Linked DNA regions of Sus scrofa: regions 1 and 2 are each linked to region 3. A link is a contact called in public HiChIP or PLAC-seq and promoter capture Hi-C data. All regions are on one chromosome and are shown on one strand. Each heading gives the region's core, a stretch centred on a gene start, on an enhancer-like site or on the middle of the called end of the contact. The rest is flanking DNA. Distances are from core to core; before and after follow the strand shown.

What was found. Promoter capture Hi-C pulls out the DNA fragments that hold promoters and counts their contacts. HiChIP or PLAC-seq counts read pairs in DNA pulled down with a chosen protein or histone mark.
Region 1: an H3K27ac HiChIP or PLAC-seq map of alveolar macrophages shows a contact between it and region 3. The contact joins the promoter of RNH1 here to the promoter of PHRF1 in region 3. A contact is called at or near these places in 1 of 5 promoter capture datasets (liver), 5 of 47 Hi-C or Micro-C datasets (blood, epiblast stem cells, heart right ventricle and 2 more) and 2 of 2 datasets of contacts at active chromatin or transcription factors (alveolar macrophages and skeletal muscle).
Region 2: a contact with region 3 is called in a promoter capture Hi-C map of fetal skeletal muscle, with 3 times the contacts expected there. The contact joins the promoter of IRF7 here to the promoter of PHRF1 in region 3. A contact is called at or near these places in 1 of 5 promoter capture datasets (fetal skeletal muscle) and 1 of 2 datasets of contacts at active chromatin or transcription factors (alveolar macrophages).

The regions. Positions count from the first base shown.
Region 1 is chr2:288,690-291,929 of Sscrofa11.1, reverse strand. It overlaps RNH1 (ribonuclease inhibitor), which reads left to right and starts at 1,408. Exons shown (of 10, transcript XM_021082542.1): 1 at 1,408-1,540.
Region 2 is chr2:373,335-376,362 of Sscrofa11.1, reverse strand. IRF7 (interferon regulatory factor 7) reads left to right here and starts at 1,405. Exons shown (of 8, transcript NM_001097428.1): 1 at 1,405-1,635; 2 at 1,720-1,882; 3 at 1,960-2,167; 4 at 2,432-2,490; 5 at 2,591-2,795. The coding sequence starts at 1,616.
Region 3 is chr2:338,828-341,832 of Sscrofa11.1, reverse strand. PHRF1 (PHD and RING finger domain-containing protein 1) reads right to left here and starts at 1,297. Exons shown (of 19, transcript XM_005652789.3): 1 at 1,184-1,297; 2 at 494-616.

The DNA.
Region 1 (3,240 bases), core at 159-2,658, 50 kb after region 3:
CCGGGGCCACGAGGCCTTCCGCACGATCCACAGTGGCTCGAGGAGCTGGGCTCTCTAGAGGGATGGGGGCTCCAGGGGAGGGGCTTCCGAGGAGAGGAGGGCCTCTGGGGTGGGGAGGAGTCTCTGAGGGAACAGGTCTGCACCTCCAGGTCCACGGTGGGCGGAGGGGCTGCGGGAACGCGTCTCCTCCAATATCACAACTTCTCCCCGAGGGCCTGTGGCTGACGCGTCTGGGGCCATCCTGCAGCCACCCCAGGCCCGAGCCACTCCAGCAGCATGGATGGCGTCCAGGCCTGCCCTGGACGGGGACAATGAATGTCCTGTGGGTGAGCCTCAGTTTGGCGGGCATTCTGTGATTTCAGCCGCAGCCCGGGATCTGCTGGGTGAAGGTGCATGGGGGACCCCAGAGGGCCCCTCCTCTCCCCCTTTCTTTCACCAGCAGTGCCACACCGTTAATTCCCTCGTGCCCAGGCCAGTCAGTTTAGCCAATTCATCACCTTCCCCCAAACCGCCCCCCCGGCCCAGCATCCCCAGCTCCCACCAGCGGAAGGCTCTGGGTCGCCTTACTGTTTCTTGCTCCATGGCCTCACCCCTCCCACGGCGGCCCTTCACTGGAGCTCCAGCCACCTCAGTCGTGGCCCTGTCGCCATCCCCACCCCTGCTCATCCCAATGCCCATTGGTGGGCTGCCATGATCCCCCACATGGCCCCCTGAAGCCCTGTACCTGACCTCATCATAGCCATGCCACACCCGGTGCCCCGGGTGCCTTCAGTGTCCTCTTTCCGCTGAGCACCCCTGGCCTCATTCCGTCCGTGGAGCCTGGCCGCGCCCCTCGCCGCTCACCAGCTCCTGGCCCGGCTTGCAATCCTCCCAGGCCCGCCTCGCCCTCCTGCCCGGGCTTCCTTCCTTCGGGGACGTCTGTTCCGCGCAGTGTTGAAGCCTCAGCACCTACAACATAGCCTGGCACACAGGAGTCACTTAATAAACACTTACGAATCAACTGTTACCATGCATTGACCACGTCAGAAGAATGAAGCATTACACCCAGATTACAAAAGCAGCCTTAATGAAAAAGTTGCTACTTTCTTGCGAAACCATCTGTCTGTCTTACTCTCCAGCTCTCGTGGTCTGTGCCTGCACAATCCCGACATTCAGACCTTGCTTCAAACCAGAGAACCGACCCCTTGACCGCCACGTTAAGGTCACTGCCCAGGCCCGGAGAGGCCGCATCCGCACTGGATCCCACCTGCAAGGCCCCGCCCACCGACGCGCTTTCGGCCCTTCAGTCCCAGCGCAGCGGGAGGCGGGGTGGGCGCCTTGGGGACCACAGCTGGCCCCGCCCCGTCAACAGGCCCCGCCCCTAAAGAGACTCCGCCCGCCGCCCACTCCAACGCCGTCGTGAGCCCCGCCCCCAGGCTCTAGGCCCCGCCCACCGCTGGCCCCGACACCGCCTGGCGACCTCGCCCGCTCCGCCCCCGGCCGGAAGTAGGCCGTCTCCCTCCTGGGCTACGGGACGGGGACAGTCTGTCGACGTGTCTAGGTCAGTCACTCCCGCGGTCCGTCAGCGGGTGGGGCAAACACACGGCCGACCGGCCCGGCGTCAGCCTTCAGCGGCGTCGGCCTTGGTCGGGCCGCGAGTGGAGGAGCCTGGGGAGACGCGCACTCGCGAGGCGGGACGAAGGGTCCGCTGGGCTAGGAGGGGAACCCCTTCTCGGCCCCCGGGGGCGGGCCTCCCCGCGGGGCGGGGCCTCGCGGGCCGCGGTCGCGGCGCCGCCCAGCGAACTTCGGCGCGCTTGGCAGACGTCAGGGCGACCGAGTGCGCTTCCGCGCACGCGCGCGCGCCGGCCGCCCCTCCTCCGGGGCGCGCTGGGAGTCGAGGCGCCGGGCGCTGGGTCTGCGCCTGCGTGATCTGCGTCGTGGGGGGTCTGCCGCACCGTCCTGGGGTCCCCCTGTTGGCAACCAGAGGTCTATACAAGCGAGGGCGCGCTCCGCCGGACTTTCCTCCTCAAGTTGGGTAACCCTCGATCTTAATACCACAGAGAACCGACCCCCAGGACGGACAGACAGCTCTGCCAGAGAGGACTGGCCCGAGTGGTGCCCACAGGGTCCTGGGCCTTGGGCATGGCCATCTGCCCGCCCTGCAGCTCTTCCCCGTTAGGTCACTCGAGAAGCCTGGGGGAGCTGGGTGGGCAGCTCGCGTGGGAAGTCGAAGGACGTAAGTGGGACAGCACGTCGGGGGCCGCGGGGTCGGGTTTATCACAAGGGCTTGTTGAAAACAGTCTCAGTGTCGGCCTGTAGAGCTTGGTTGAGTAAAATGAATACATTGGGACAGTGAAACGCAATGTGGACATTAAAAGTTAGCTTGCATATATATCTATACATATACATGTGTGTTTGCGTTTGCATATACATATCTTTTTTTTTTTTTTTTTTTGTCTTTTTAGGGCTGCACCCGCTGCATATGGAAGTTCCCAGGCGAGGCGGCAAATCAGAGCTCGGAGCTGCACCCGCTGGCCTACAGCCCCAGCCCCAGCAATGCCAGATCCCAGCCGTGCGACCTACCCCACAGTTCGCCCCAGTGCCAGATCCTCAACCCACTGAGTGAGGCCAGGGATCGAACCCATGTCCTCATGGATGCTAGTTGGGTTTGTTAACTGCTGAGCCACATGGGAACTCCTATGTATCCTTTTTTTTTTTTTTTCCTGTCTTTTGTCTTTTTAGGGCCCCACCCAGTGGCATATGGAGGTTCCCAGGCTAGGGGTCTCATCGGAGCTGTAGCTGCTGGCCTTTACCACAGCCACAGCAACCCAGGATCCAAGCCGCGTCTGTGACCTACACCACAGCTCACGGCAACACCAGATCCTTAACCCACTGAACGAGACCAGGGATCAAATCCGCACCCTCGTGGTTCCTAGTTGGACTTCTTTCCACTGTGCGAACTTCTTATCTATCTATTCTTAAGTGAAGAATGTAGTAACTCTGGTGTGCATTAATTTCCTCCTGCTACTGTAGCAAGTGGCTGCAGATAGTATTTTACGGTTCAGAAGGCCAGAAGTCCAAAAGGGACCTTACCGGTGTCAACTAAAAAAATACAACGTGGAAATTGAGTTGAGTTTTATTTGGGGTGAAATTAGGACTTAAGCCCCAGAGACAGCCTCTCAGGTAGCCTCAAGAAACTGTTCCAAGGAGGCCGGGGGGAAGCTGGCATATATGAGTTTTTGCAGCAAAGGGAAGGTGGTT
Region 2 (3,028 bases), core at 156-2,655, 34 kb before region 3:
CCTCCTGGTGGCCCGAGGGGCAGAGAGGGTTGGGCAGGCTCACGCCCTGTGCAGAACCCTGGGCACCATTTCCCGTAAACCACCTGCTGTGCTCGTGGGGCTTCCCAGGCTTGGTGCCAGCTGGTGGCCAGAAAGTTCCTCTCCTGGTCTAACCACGGCCCTGGGGGGGGGGGGGGCGTGCGCTGGGATCTCCCTCCCAACCGACCCAGCATGGAGATTCTTGGCCTGGGGGAGGCTGAGGAGCCAGGAGCTGTTCCCAGGAGCACTCATCTAGGGGAGCACGGTCCTGGGGACCTTCCAGGGGTCACACCTCGGGCTCCTGTGGCCACAGTGTGGGCAATAAACACCCTGGGGTGCCCTCAGGGACACCTGGTCCAGGTGGCTGGACTGCAACCAGAGATAGGGCCATGGGTGGCCCAGAGCGACAGTAGCCTGCAGGCCATCGGCCTGGGGTGACAGGAGTGGCCAGTGGGTGCAGGAGACAGAGATCGTGGGGCCACCCAGCCTGACTCAGTGGGGACAGAGCCCCCTCTACTGGCTTCCTCAGGGATGGACGTCAGGCAGGACTTCCGCCCCAACTGCCACCACACCCCTCATGGGTCACTGGCTTTTTTCCTCATAAAACTGCTCTGCGTTCCGCATGTTTTAATCTCGGCAGAATTTGGGTGTTCTTGTCTCAACAACTCGCACTGGAAAGAATTCAGTGAGCACAGCTGCAGCTCCTCCCACACCCCCGTCACACGAGCCCGCTCCTGTTTCTGCTCCTGGCGCCCCCAGCTCGTCCCACTGCCGCTGCCGCGGCTGCCGCCGGCGCCCCACTCCGCGGCGCCGCTGGGCGAGCAGAGTAGCGGCGGGGCCCCCGAGTCGCCCGCCCCGCCCCCGCCGCCCCAACCCCCGAGTCGCCCCGCCCCGGAGCACGTGACTTCTCCGGCGGCCCCGCCCCCGCCCCGGCCCCATAAAGTCGCTCGCTCCCGAGCCCCCGGGGAGACGAAACTTCCTGCCCCGGCAGCTCCCGGTTCAGGTACTGGGGACCCCCAACCTACGCGGAGCGAGAGGGGCAGGGACGGCCACGTCGGATCCCGGGTTCGCTTCGCAGAGCAGTGACCAGCAGGGGGCGGGCAGCGCGGGTGACTGCGGGGGGAGGGGCACGGGTCCGGAATTGGGGAACCTGGAGGCAGAGGTCGCGGTTGCCGAGGACGAGCCGGGCGGGCGGGGCAGGGAGGGGGCGCCGGCCGCCCCGCGGCCCAGCTGGTTAGGTTTCGTTTTCCTGCGACACGCGGTTTCGTTTCCTTGCGGTCGTCGCGCCCCCGCAGGGCCCATCCCGGGCGCCAGCTCGACACCTGTGGCCCCTGTGCGCCCGCCCTCCACGTCTGCAGTCACGCCCATCGCCGCCTTGGCCAAGACTCACCTGGGCAACGTCGTGGCCAGAGCCCTCAACCCCCATCTGTGACCCCAACACCCGTGACACCTGGCCACACTCACTACCTGTGGTGTGTGGTGACACACGCGCAGCTCTCCTCTCACCTGCGGTTAACACCTGCCTGCCCCCGTGGTCAGAGCTCTCGCCGCGGAGGCCAAGCCAGTGTCTCCACGCCCAGTCCTTGCAGAGGGAGCAATGGCCGCGGCTCCTGACAGGTGACAGCCCGCAGCCCTACCCGGTGCCAACCCCAAGCACCTCGCGGTCCGCGCGTGCCCTGACGCCCGCTGCTCTGCCCGCAGGGGGTGCCCACGCGTGCTCTTCGGAGACTGGCTTCTGGGCGAAGTCAGCAGCGGCCGTTACGCAGGGCTGCGATGGCTGGATGAAGCCAGAACACGGTTCCGCGTGCCCTGGAAGCACTTCGCCCGAAAGGACCTGGGCGAGTCCGACTCGCGCATCTTTAAGGTGGGACCCCAGCCCCGCCTGGAGTGCGGGGGGACCGGCCCAGGTCCAGGCCCGTACTCCATTCCATCCCTCCCCAGGCCTGGGCCGTGGCCCGCGGCAGGTGGCCGCCCCGCAGCAGCGAAGGTGCGCAGCCGATCCCGGAGGGTGCCCTCCGCGCCTCCTGGAAAACCAACTTCCGCTGTGCCCTGCACAGCACGCGGCGCTTCGTGATGTTGCAGGACAACTCAGGGGACCCCACTGACCCTCATAAGGTGTATATGATCAACCCCGAGCTGGGGTGCGGAGGTGAGGAAGGCCAGGGGAGGGCTGCCTGCAGGGAGGGCTGTGCCGCGGAGCAAGCCGCTGCTGGGTTAGATTTCCCCTTTTAGAAACTGGCGTGGGAGAGGCTGGGGCCAGACTGTTGGGGGAAGGTGGGGTAGGGGATGGCCGGGAGGCCCCAGACGGGCCTCTGGGGACTGGTGAAGGGGAGGAGCTGCCCAGGGGTTCACCCCTGGGTGACCCAGTCCAGTCTCAGATCCCCATGTCCCCTTAAACCTAATTCTCTCCCAGAAGGCCCAGGCTTCAACCCGGGGGAAGAGGAGGCCCTCGAGGATGCCCCACCCCCAAGGGTAAGGCCACTCAGCCCTCCTTGCTCCCGGGTTGGGGCTGCCACTTCTCACTGGGGCTGGGGAGCTGCTCACTGATGCCGGCACACTGTCTTCTCCGCAGGGTGAGCTTCCCGGGCCGCGCCTGGCAGCACATACTGGTGAGAGGCTGAGGCACGAGCTGGCCAGGCCGAGCCCTGAACCCTGCACCCCAAGCCCAGCTGGAGATGGTGGGGACCTCCTGCTCCAGGCTCTGCAGCAGAGCTGCATGGAGGACCATCTGCTGGAAGCTGCATGGGGCGTGGATCTGACCCCCCCCGAGGTTCCATGTGAGAGACGGCTGCTCTGCCCTGCAGGGTTCTGGGCCAAGGGGAGGGACAGGCAGGACAGCAGGACCCCTGGGGGGGGGTTGCCCCCAGTAGGGATGGGCTGACCACAGGTGGGCCCGAATAGCCGAGCCTCCTCAGGTCCAGAGCTCCCTGCTTAGAAACTGTACCTGCCACTGGCAGGGAAGGTGGCCCCCAGCCTTGGGCCACAGCCCCAGGCCCAGATGACAAGGTGA
Region 3 (3,005 bases), core at 48-2,547:
TGGAGGAATTAGGGGAAAATTCTACATCATAAAGAGCATTGCCCTCTCTTAGCCCCTGCACCAACCATTACTGAGGAACCAAAAGAACTTCTGGTGTGGGAACTGGCAACTGTGCCGGGGCCTGAACCAGAGTGCCCATCACCGTGCCCAGAGCAAGGTGGCCGAGTCCAACATCTCACACCTGGCCAGCTCTCGCTTTCCATTCATCAGCTGCCGCAGAAGCTACAAGACCTCGAAACTGTAAGCTGCAGTGGAAGTCAAAATGCTAGCGCCCACAGGTCCTTGCAGGGCTGAGGTAGACACCAAAAGTCCGGGCTGGGGGCTGCTGAGAGAACTAAAGCCAGGCTGGCCCTGTCAGGACCTATGCCACCAGCCTAGTGCAAGAGGAAGCCAGCTGTTGCCACTCTGACTCAACACTGTTCCTGACAGAAAAAAATACCAACTGGTCCAGGGAGGGAGAGGAGAGGGCGCTAAGCCCCAAGTCAAACCTCACTTCAGCTTCAGTCCCGGTGACCACTGGCCAAAATGTGGCTTGCTGGGCAGACACGACACGACTCTGCTGTCGTAGAAGCAAGAAGTACACAGACTCCAAAGTTGGGAACGACGCAGCACGAGCCTGGTTCAGAGAGGCAGGGGCCAAATCAGGGCCTAGGTTAACACAGTGCCCTGGCTCAACACTCAGCAGCTGTGTGACGCTGGCAAGTTAATCTCCCCGGGCTCCAGTCCATTTATCTACGAAAACAGGGCGGCCCAAACCCACCCCGAGGGGCTCGTGAAGACCACACGGGTTAAGGAACGGGAACCCATCCGTCAGCCACATGGGCCTGTAGAAAAAGAGTCGACAGAAGCAACGATGATGACAAGCTGGAAACGAGTTAGAGAAGGGTCACACTTTGCTCTCAGAGCCCGGAGAGCAACAACGCAGGGGCAAGTGTCACTGGAAGAGGAGGGCTCCCCGCGGCCGGGGGCTGGAAGCCCCGGAAGCCCGCCTGCACGACCGGGGCCTCCCACCCTCAGCACGAGGCCTCCCGCGCCGGCCCGGTCCCCGTCGCCGCCCGCCCGGGGCCAGCGCGGCGCAGGCCTCACCCCGCGGGGCAGGCCGCAGACAAAGCGCGCGGCGCCCAGGGCGGCCCTCCGGCCGGGACGTGGCAGGGGCCCGGGACGCTACGGCCTCCGCACGTACCCAGAACCTCGCGCCCTGCTGACCGCTCCCGGGCGCTCGCCGCCGCCGCTGCCGCCGCCGCCCGACCGAGAGCCACGACTAGGCCTGGCCGCCGCCGCCACCGCCGCCGCCGCCGCCGCCGCCACCGCCGCCGCCGCCGCCGCCGCCGAAGCGCGCTGCTCGACCCGGAAGTGCAAATGCCGGCTTCCGGGACCCTCCCGCCCCGCCCGTTGGCCGGAACCACTGGGACCAGGACGGGGAGGAAAGGTCTGAAGTGGAGGAAGGAGCCGCTCCCTGCGCTCAGGGACCTCAAGGTTTTGGAAATACTGTTTAATGAGTTATCGCCTTCCAGGTACACCAGTTTCCTGGAAGAACGTGTAATGCCTAGTCGCTCGCTAATTGGCTGCTCCTGACGTCCTCCCCGTCGAGGAGCTGGTACAGTCCGACCCTCCGCCCGCCGCCCAGGGCGAATGGGAGCGGCCGCCTGGCACACCTAGGGCCCCGCCCACAGCCCAGGCCCCGCCCACGCAGTGTCCCCGCCCCGCCCACAGCACGGGCCCCGCCCTCACGCCCCGAGCCCCACCCCGAGCCCCCACCCCGGACCTCGAGCGCGAGTCGCGGAGACCACCGCCTAGTTGGCCTGCGGGCGCTCCCTGAACCGGCAGCTGTGCACTTCCTGTTCACGCCAACCAAACTGACGGAGCGTCAGCGCGGGCTCCTCCCGGCGCTGGGCGCAGCGAGGCCGAGCCCCCAGCCCCGCGCCCTGTCCAGTCCAGACACAGTAAACAATGAACGCTGCGAATCACTACACCGCGGGGTGTGTGAGGTGCTGATTCGTGCTGATAAAAAGATAAAGCTGAGCGGAGAGAATCCGGAGCTCAGGAGCCGGGAGGACTGCTGATGGCAGTTAGCTGGGGAGGATGGACCTGGCCAAGACGTGAGGACGGAGAGGGGCAGCCACGGGGAGAGCGCAGAGAAGCTGTCGGCACCCCAGAAGGGAGGCCCCGTGAGGCTGGGCCCTGGCGGGGAGCGGCCAGAGGCTCCGGGGTGCGGGGGTACTGGAGGGTCCTAAACAGGGCGACAGGCGCAGACTTAGAGGATCCCCTGGGCGGCAGCGGGTGAACAGACTGGAGCAGAGCCGGGGGACCAGTCAGGAGGCCACTTCGGGGACCCCCGTGGTGCCGGAGGGGGCGGGGGGTGGCAGCTGTGGGGAGCGATTAGCTTCCGTAAGTTGTGAAGACAGAACCGAAGAGGATTTTCGGAGGGGTTGGATGTGAGATTCCAGCTAAAAAGGGGAAAAAGAAAGTTTCTTGAAGCCAGGGGAAGAAGTACATGAAGAAGAACGCCTGGGGGGATTGAAGTGGGGGTCCCTGGCAGCGCGGGTGGGGGGTGGTAGCGGGCAGCTGAAGGGAGTTTAAGGAGAATGTGAGGAGAGCAGTCAGCCCGAGAGGAGCACCCAGTGGGAGGGAAACAAAAGTGGAAGTAGCTGAGAATGCGCCCACGGGCGAGGGCTGTTCTGTTCCTTTTGCTTATGTGGCCTGGAGAAATAACTAGATCTTATGGGCTCTGGAAGGGACTTTGCAGGAAGGAAGAATGGATGGTGCCAGAGAGTCGAGGGACTCAGAAGAGAACCTTCGTGGGGGGGGGGGATGTCTGGCACAGCACAGTACCCCTTGGGTGTCACCGGAGGGGACACTTGGGCTCTCAGTGTATCAGTGACATGACCTCAGGAGAGATCCTCAAGCCTTCTGTGCCTTAGTGTCTCTGGCTGTAAAGTAGTGATGTTGAGGGCAGGATGGGGGAGCACAGGGACAGCAGTTCAGATGGGGTCTGGCATGGCCAA